Regions from separate parts of the Mus musculus genome. Here region 1 is linked to region 2. A link is a contact called in public Hi-C data. All regions are on one chromosome and are shown on one strand. The core of a region is the stretch at or near the end of the contact, and the rest is flanking DNA. Distances in the headings are between cores, read along the strand shown.

Region 1 (4,133 bases), core at 1,426-3,925, 53 kb before region 2:
TAGCCACACGGTTCATGCCAGCGATTACAGAAGCCTTCCCCATCACTCCCAACACAGAAAACAACACATGTGTGGACAGACTGACAGGAGCTTCCATTCCTCCTCTGGCCTGGCACAGCATCGGTGTCTTCCATGTTTGAGCTGCTGCCCTCTATTGTCATTAAGATGGGGGCTGTTTTTTTTGTTTTTTTGTTTTTTTTCTGTTTCAAGTATTTTCTACTAAAGCTGCTAAGACACTGGGTTTCTTGATATATTCTTATTTTCCAGGAAGCCAGGCTCAGTATATTGCTTTGGCTTTAGTCAAGTGTTTCTGCTCCTCCCTTCCCCCCATAATGGAAAGCCTGCTGTTTTAACAGAGCAGGGACCAGTTCTTCCTAGCTTTTACCCTGTTAATTTCTCACACTGTGAACCACAAACTACCTCAGAAAAGTGGCATGCACACAACACGTTTAGAAAAGGTGTGGGGACTTGTGACATTAGAAGACATCCGGTATCAAAAGGGTCTTCAATTGCTAGATATCCACAACACCCAATTCCTTCCTGGAAAGAAAACGGAACCTCATAAGGTTCAGGAAGTCCCCCAAACTTATAACATTCATAAGGACCTGCCCCAAAATTACAAACGCAGTAACTGCTCAGGAAAGGAGGCTCTCCAAATAGCCTGGGGGGCCTGCGAGTTTGTGAAGAGAGCTTCATGGATGCAGTTTTCTTGAGTTCTTATTCATGCTAGAGTGGGCTTTCAGTTACCCATGTTCCCATAAAGAACTTCAATAAACATACTGGTTTGCTAAGCTAGACTTAGTTGGAATCTATTTTTTTTATTTTGTTTTGTTTTTTGTTTCTTGGTCTGCTGTCAGTGGTCTACCTGAGGTGAACAGGCATTTCTTTATGCTTCCTGAGGCATCATCTATCACATAGCACACAACTAGTACATTCTCAATCAATCAATCAATCAATCACCAAAAGACAGCTGTGGATATTAAGTTATTATTGTTTTTCTTTATTGCTAAAAGCATGTAATGAAGTTCTTTGTTCCCTAAAGGAGTTATTACAAGATGACTGAAAAAAAAAAAACCAACATACAAATAAATTAGGAATTTTACAGCTAGACAACAGGTTAAGTCTTAATAGGCATATAAGAAGTAAATAGATGCTGAGACAAGGAAACTCTCCAAATAGCTCACTCCTACTCCTACAACATAGTCGTCCTTGTAGGCTGCTCAAAATACAGCCTGAGAGCTCTGAGAATTCCAAGCAGTAGGGTGGGCTTTTCTACCCTGAAATGTCTCCCATACGCTAGGATCAATGCTTATTTGGAAAAAATAAATGAATAAAACCAGGGGCAGATGGATGTATTAAGTGAGATCAAGAACCAATTCACAGTTTATAGACTCCCATTATAGCCAGAGAGAGCGATGGAGAGAAATAATGCCTAACAATAAAATTAAAACTATTTATACTTGGTATTAAGTTCTGTAGCAACAATTGATAGCATTATGTGGAATGCATCCTTCTTACCAAGGTGGAGTCAACTCAGAAAGTAAATGAAATTAGTTTAGTATCTGCAACACAGAAGTTACAATGCTCTACCCAATGACCAGGCCTTTCTTTCAAATACCAAGCACACCTTGAAGATGGTGGAAATGGGGAGGGGAAAACTGGGACAAGAACACTTGCAAAGCAGCAACATAAGATAAATAGCAAGTTGTAAAGGCTCTATAATTATGAACAGAGGGGTGTTGTATTCACAGTACACTGAAATCAAGGACTCCGAAGCCAAAGCTTGGATTCGTGAACTTTTCATTATCAGTTCCATAAATATATCCAGACTCCAGTTCAGAGATAAGAGTAGAGTCTTTGAGTGTGGAAAATAAATGATTTCAAATGCTCTCCACGTAAGTTTTTTGGGGGGGGCCAAAGGTGTTCACAGATATAAACGTCTGGAAGACTGGCTGAACAGATATTTTTTTTAAACTGGGAGGTGCTATAGTCAAGGTGGGGGCAAGAGAAATAACGCATCAGTTGCTGGTGCCTTTCAAAAACAGGTAAAGAAAAAAGTAGCCAGGCGTTCGTACACTAACCTAATGTCAGTCGAGGTCAGGAGCTATCCTCTAATGGATGGGAGATAGGGAAAATGATGAGAGACATTGGACGTGGGTAACAGCAAGTCCCTAAGGTGGAAAGATCTGAGAGCATATGTAGGCCGAAATCAAACGGATGGTCCCCTCCCCAGAGGAACTCAACACAGCTGAGGCCCAGCCCCTTCGCCTCTCCATCACTTAAGGTCCTACAACCTCCCAACCTGGTTTCCAGTTACCAGTTCTTCCCTCCCCAGCCGCTACCAGAGTCTGAGAGTCTACCTCGCTGGTCCTCAGTGTCCTGCAGCTGGGCTCAGGAAGAGTCTCCACCCCGCTCCACCTGCAAGTGGATGGCTGCCTCTCCCCTCCACCCAGGGAGGAACAGCCAGGACGCAGAGAAGCCAGGATGCGGAGGGGCGTGGCCACGGCGAGGATAGTGGACTTGATGCTGGAAGGAGTCTGGGGTAGGGAGATGCGACAGCAGAGATCCAGGGCCGATTCCCCAGCCTGGCCTACCCAAAGCTCAGCAGTGGCCGCAGACTGCGTCAACCAGATTTCAGACCCACAGTCTACGGCGTGCTCACTTCCGCTTCCGTTATTGAACTTCCGCCCGGAGAAGTGTCTGGTTAGACAAAGTGAAGCTTGTGCTTATATAACTGGAAGTAAAGGACGAAGAGACGAAAGGGATGTAGTACGCAAGCGCTAGAGCGGGAGGCGAAGTGGGTGGCACCCAGGAAGAAGGAAGCTTTAACCCGTTGCCTAGCAACCGGGGAATAGCCTAGGACGCCTGCACGCCGCTGGATAGCCGGACTGGGAAAAGTGTGTTTGTCCCATAGGCTAAGTCTTCAGGCTGAGTGGCAGCCTGCACTAGCACTGGGTGCCTTGCTCCGGTAATGCACGCACACAGGCTGCAGCGGATAGTCACTGGAAACCCTTTTAAATGCCACAGACCACAGCTTGCAACCACGCAGAGTATGGGAAGCTGCGAGGATCCTGGTTTGGTCTTGAATCCCCTTAGGAGTACCAGTACTGAAAGGCGGCACAGCTTGGACAAGGAGCATCAAGGGCCGAGAGTCCACTTACAGAGTTGTCATAGGCAATAATGCTGGTCATTTTATTGGGTGAAGTGGCCATCCTTGTGGGCTACATTCAGGCTGTCTAGTATTTTGGATGGAAATCTCCAATAAGCTAAAGCATCCTTTGTGTCGGTAGCCCCCAACTTGGGGTGCTGGAAACATTTGGATCTCAAGATTACAGTTTTAGCTGTTGAGTCACAGCTTGTGCTAGCCTTATGGTAGAGGGGTTCTCTGCCTTTAGCTTTACAGCTCCAGGATGCGTCCTCAGCTGCCAGAGGTAGCAACTCGGTGACTTTCTGGGACTCTTTAGAGCAGCTGGCGCTTGCATTCAGTAGTGTTTTATCTTTTGCAGTTTCTGTTCTCCTCTATGCTATACTTTCCCAACACTCCCGTAGTCCTTCACAGTCTTAGCACTCCATGGCCTCTACAACAGCCCTCTATTGGTTTCTGTTGGGTGCTGTACCTGTTCTTTATGCAACCGACGCAAGCTACCCTACCCGGGATCAAGACTACAAGGAGGCATCAGTACCACTTGGAGTAAATTTTATTGGCAGCACAGGGGCAACTTGCAGAAAAACAAAGCAAAGCAAACAACCACAACAAAAAACTTTCTCCTGTATACTGCCATTGGGCTGGGGTCACTGAGTAGGGTGATCTAAGAGCCATCTCAAGGTGTCATGGTCAGTTTCCCAAGGCCATGAAACTGCTGGGTGGTGGTTGATTGTAATGGTTCCCCTGACTGAAACAAAGTCTCTGTGGCATCTACAGTTGCCGTGAAGTCTTCTCTGGACATTGGTAGCTAGAATAGAGCAGTAATCATTACAGTTGCCCTGACAACAGGCTGAGGAACCTTCAGGGGCAGCTACTTGATTGACAAGTCTCAAGTCTCCACAAAAGGTGAGACTAAACCTGCAACTGCCACCACCCTTATAGTGCCTCAGGTCTTCAGGGGTGGCAGCAATATCATTCAGTCTTAGAA
Region 2 (4,166 bases), core at 1,412-3,911:
GGTTTGGGTCTGAGCTGGCACTCAGGGCAGCAAGCATCCTCTAGACTAGGGACAGTAGACTTCTTAGATCTCTTGGTCCTCAGTGCTGACAGTAACACCTAACACAGAGTAAGATGAGAAGACAGGTTCTGCAGGAAGACAATGTTCTGTAGGCACAGTCCACCCTGTGTCCACTTTATGTCCAACTATCTTGTCCCTTATAGGGAGGCTCACTCCTTAGCCCTACTATTGCTTCTTTCCATAGCCCAAGAGATATCTGAGTGGCCCTTGTTATCAGGTCGCTGCCCCTAAAGTGACACCACCTGTACTTGTTTCAGGGATTTTGATGGCTAATATAGTATGTGTATGTGCCTGGAGTCCCGCTGATCCTTCCTTGGCCTCTCTCTGAGGGTGAGGGTTATCGATGAGGGAGATTTGTGCAACCTATGATGAAAGGAGTCCTGGTGCTAGCAAGGCTAGATTGTACCCATCCTGTTTCCAGCAGGTAAATGTGGAGGGATCAGCTAACAGCCTCAGAAGTGTGGCCTTCCAGGCTTACCCTATACTTTCTTAATGACATAGTTTTACAGTGTCCCACATGAGAACTCTAGGACAAACCTGCTGACCAACACGGGTTCCTTTGTATCTCTGCTCCTGTGGAGTGTGCACATGCTTCTTGAATCCATCCATTACTCATCCATCCATTACTCATGCCAACCCTTTTCCAGGTACCCACATGCCTGGATGCTTCCTAGTACTTACCAAGAGATTGTTGAAGGCTTTGGGTTTAAGGAATTTTTATTGGTGGGTTTTTATAGTATTCCTGGCAGTTATGAAGAGCAAGATTTCTGCTTCCAGGGATCTACCGAGAACTGGGTGACACTCAGAGGGGAACAGGAAGAGGAAGGTCCCTTCTGTAAAAGGTCACATTGCACATGCCTCCTGCTTCGTGATGTAGCATGCTTGTGCCTTGACTGCTATGAACAGCTTTCCTCTGAGTGACATCTCAGCTCTACTTCATTGTATGATACCATGAATTGAGTTCAGTAGGGATACTGTTGAAGTAGGTATCAGTATACGTCCTGGGTGTAGAGGGTTGGGCATGCTAACTGTCTTAGATATGGTTTTACTGCTGTGAAGAGACACCATGGCCAAGGCAACTCATATAAAGGACAACATTTATTTGTGCCTGGCTTACAGTCCATTATCATCATGGCAGGAAGCATGGAAGCATGCAGGCAGACATGGTGCTGGAGGAGCCAAGAGTTCTGTATCTTGATTCGAAGACAGCCAGGAGGAGACTGAGTCCACACTAGGAGGAGCTTGAGCATAATAGGCCTTGAAGCTCACCCACACAGAAACAAGGGCACACTTCCTACAATAAGGCCACACTTCCTAATAGTGCCATTCTCTATGGCCAAGTATCTAAACACATGAATCAATGGGGACCAAACCTTTCCAAACCACCACATTAACTGTAAACCTAAATCTAACCCTAATTCTGCAGAGAAGTAAAGGCCTGAAGCATCAGCAGACTCCTAATCTGTATCTGCCCCACAGACCTGTAAGAATCTTTTGCTCACAAGGCAGCAGAAACAGGGACACCCAGTTAAATGACCCAGGCTACTATGAGGTGCGAGCCGGCATTTGTTTTGAATGTGTGGGTAGTTTTAGAGCCTTGAAGCATGGCATGCATGTGTAAAACACAGAATATCTGGGCAACGACAGCTTCTTCTTTATGTTCTCTGAGGCTTTTAGGGGTTCAAAACCTCCCCACCCCACAGGGAGGGTGGCACCCAGGTGTGAGGCTTCCCTGAACTCAGAGGCCAGAACAGGAGAACCCAATGCCCTTAATCCTTCCTTCTCAGTTCACTATGTGACTAAAGATAGCATTAGAATTAGAAATAGCTTTGGGAGGAAGGACAGACGCCAGCCCTGAAAGTCCCCAGAAGCAGTGGATGTGCCTGGAGTAGACAGGAAGGTGACAGCTTGGGATGCTGAGTGCATCATCAGTCAAGCTGCATCCTGTCAACAGAAGGTGTTTGAAAAATAGATACATGAATAATGGTATTCATACGCACTTTTTACAATGTTCAATACCCGCAACAAAATCCGGAGAAGACCAATGCATCCTGTGTGTAACATTTTAAGAGAAAATCCAAGAAGGGACAGCAGGCCTGCCAAAGCCATTTCTGTCTGGACATGTTTGTGCCAGCACCCTGTGGACTGTCCCAAGCCCTCAAGCTTCCTGGGATAGAAACCTGCTCAATCAGAACCGCCTGCTTGTGAGCCTAATTGAATGTCCCCGTGCATAGGGAAGGGCTAATGGCATGGATCAATCACATAATATCTTGGATTACAGACAGACAAACAGCAAAGCTCAGCAGCATGGCGGCGAGGACAGCACCGTGGGAACAGGCAGGGCAGACAATGGCGGGGATTGACAATGTGCAGGGGAAGGCCACCTTTGGGAGAAACCGTATCTCACAGCATGGTGGGGAAAGTGAGAAATAGTGGCAGATGCTGCCAGACCATGAGCAACAGATGCCTTCTGCTGGGGCCAGCCAGCCAACCAGCGAGCTGGTGCTGAGCCGGGAGCATTTCCTCCCCACCCCCACCCTTTGTCAGAGGAGGCAGCAGATACAGGCATTGCAGAGGAATTAAGCCAGCAGATGGTGGCAGCAGGGTTTGATGAGGTCAGGGTTAGGTGTAGGCATTAATCACTGCTCCTCAGGGAGCTGGGTGTCCTGTGCTGCGTTAAGCTGACCACCTCCTCTGCCTTTTACTGTGACCCCTTCCAGCGGATGCCTGCACTCTCTTTCAACGACTGACCCTTAAATCAGCTTTTGGAGGCCTCATCCGATTTAGCAGAATCTAAAAAGAACATATGTTGAATATTTTGTTAGTTCAGTTTGCGTTTAAATAATTGATGCTGCTCAATGCCAAATGTGAAGTTTTAAAAGCCTTGCTTGCTGGTTTTGATATGTTATCTATCATCTTATTGTACGGAGTCGGCTGTTTTCGACACAGGCTGGGCGCTCAGAAGCCCTGGCAATTTTTATCTCCAGGGTTTTACGGCGGGCATCAGCTCAATGTCCCTGTTTATGTCACCGTGTGCACCTGGAGGAAGTTCTTCTAAAATGCGGATTCCTACCCGAAAGGCTATTGAACAAATGGCAGGCTCTAATTCTTGATGGCCTTCTGGGGATAGAGATTCTCTGCTAGGGACTTTCTTATGGGGACGCTTTATTTCAGTAGCAGCAGGTGCAGAGTTTGTAGGGAGGACCACAAACATGGTAGGATGCCATAGGTCTTCATGTGTGCATATGTCTGGGTGCGGCTGAACTAGTGTCTAGTGTGTATGTATGTGAGCAGTTGAGGTCTTCCTGGATGTGTGTTGGGTGAGAACACATGGACACGTCCAGTGATGGATGTTATTAAAAAAAAAATAAAGCTGTTTTTTAGTTAAATATTTTTTACATTTATTTATTTGGGGTAAGGAGGAGAGAGAAGCACTTGTGCCACGCTTCACACTTAGAGGCCAGGGAACAATTTGTGTGACTCAGTTCTCTCCTTTTATATGTGGTTCCGGGGTCTGAATTCAGGTTTTTAACAAGGCAGTAAGCGCCTTTGTTTGTTGAGCCATCCCACTGGCCCTAAACTGTTTTAAATGGTTTCCAACATGAGCTCAGAGATTCTCTGAAGTTTGTTTTGCTTCTAGGACTTGAACTATAAAGTGTGAAACAGGAACAATGTATCTTTCCTGTTTCAAGGCTCCTTCTGAGAAGTGCGGTAGTTGACAGAAAACACTGCTGGCTCCGCGGTAGGCACCTCTGCAGGCACCTCTGGGTTGAGAGGCGGCTTCTGCATGGCTGGCTGTGCTCTGAGCATGAAGCCGTAGGCTTATTGCAGAAGGGTACATGCGAAAGGATCTAGGTTCCAGAGGGCAAGTGTGAAGGGCCTTCAAGTTTTGGTTTCTTCTTAAGGTGAGAAGAAAGCTGTCCCTAGTTTTATACTTAACTACGAAACTTATTGATTATTCTAACTCGGAAACAATAGCTGCTCAGGACAATTTAGAAGCAGAGACAAGTATAAAAGTGAAGGTTTCCATCTGTGGGTATGTTCCTGTGCTGGCCTGTACACATGGCTATTCTTTTTAGAGAGTTTGAATTATGCATTGTGTGTCA

Evidence for each region. Hi-C and Micro-C count contacts between places; a contact is called where the count stands out from the background.
Region 1: a contact with region 2 is called in a Hi-C map of rod photoreceptor, with 2.0 times the contacts expected there. The contact joins the promoter of Fam120b here to the enhancer-like site in region 2. A contact is called at or near these places in 1 of 39 promoter capture datasets (the C10 cell line), 1 of 484 Hi-C or Micro-C datasets (rod photoreceptor), 5 of 115 datasets of contacts at active chromatin or transcription factors (the SCID.adh cell line, embryonic fibroblasts, embryonic stem cells and 1 more) and 2 of 9 other capture datasets (adipose tissue and pancreatic islet).

What each region holds. Positions count from the first base shown.
Region 1 is chr17:15,394,788-15,398,920 of GRCm38.p6, reverse strand. It overlaps Fam120b (family with sequence similarity 120, member B), which reads right to left and starts at 2,675. Exons shown (of 11, transcript NM_024203.3): 1 at 2,361-2,675.
Region 2 is chr17:15,341,701-15,345,866 of GRCm38.p6, reverse strand. No RefSeq gene overlaps it. Among named protein-coding and RNA genes, the nearest start is that of Gm10510, 11 kb to the left of the region's middle. Within about 2 kb of position 2,661, at least 49 of the 459 cell types and tissues checked have an H3K27ac peak or open chromatin away from gene starts, as enhancers often do. A contact at or near this core is called in pancreatic islet and rod photoreceptor, where this site is marked.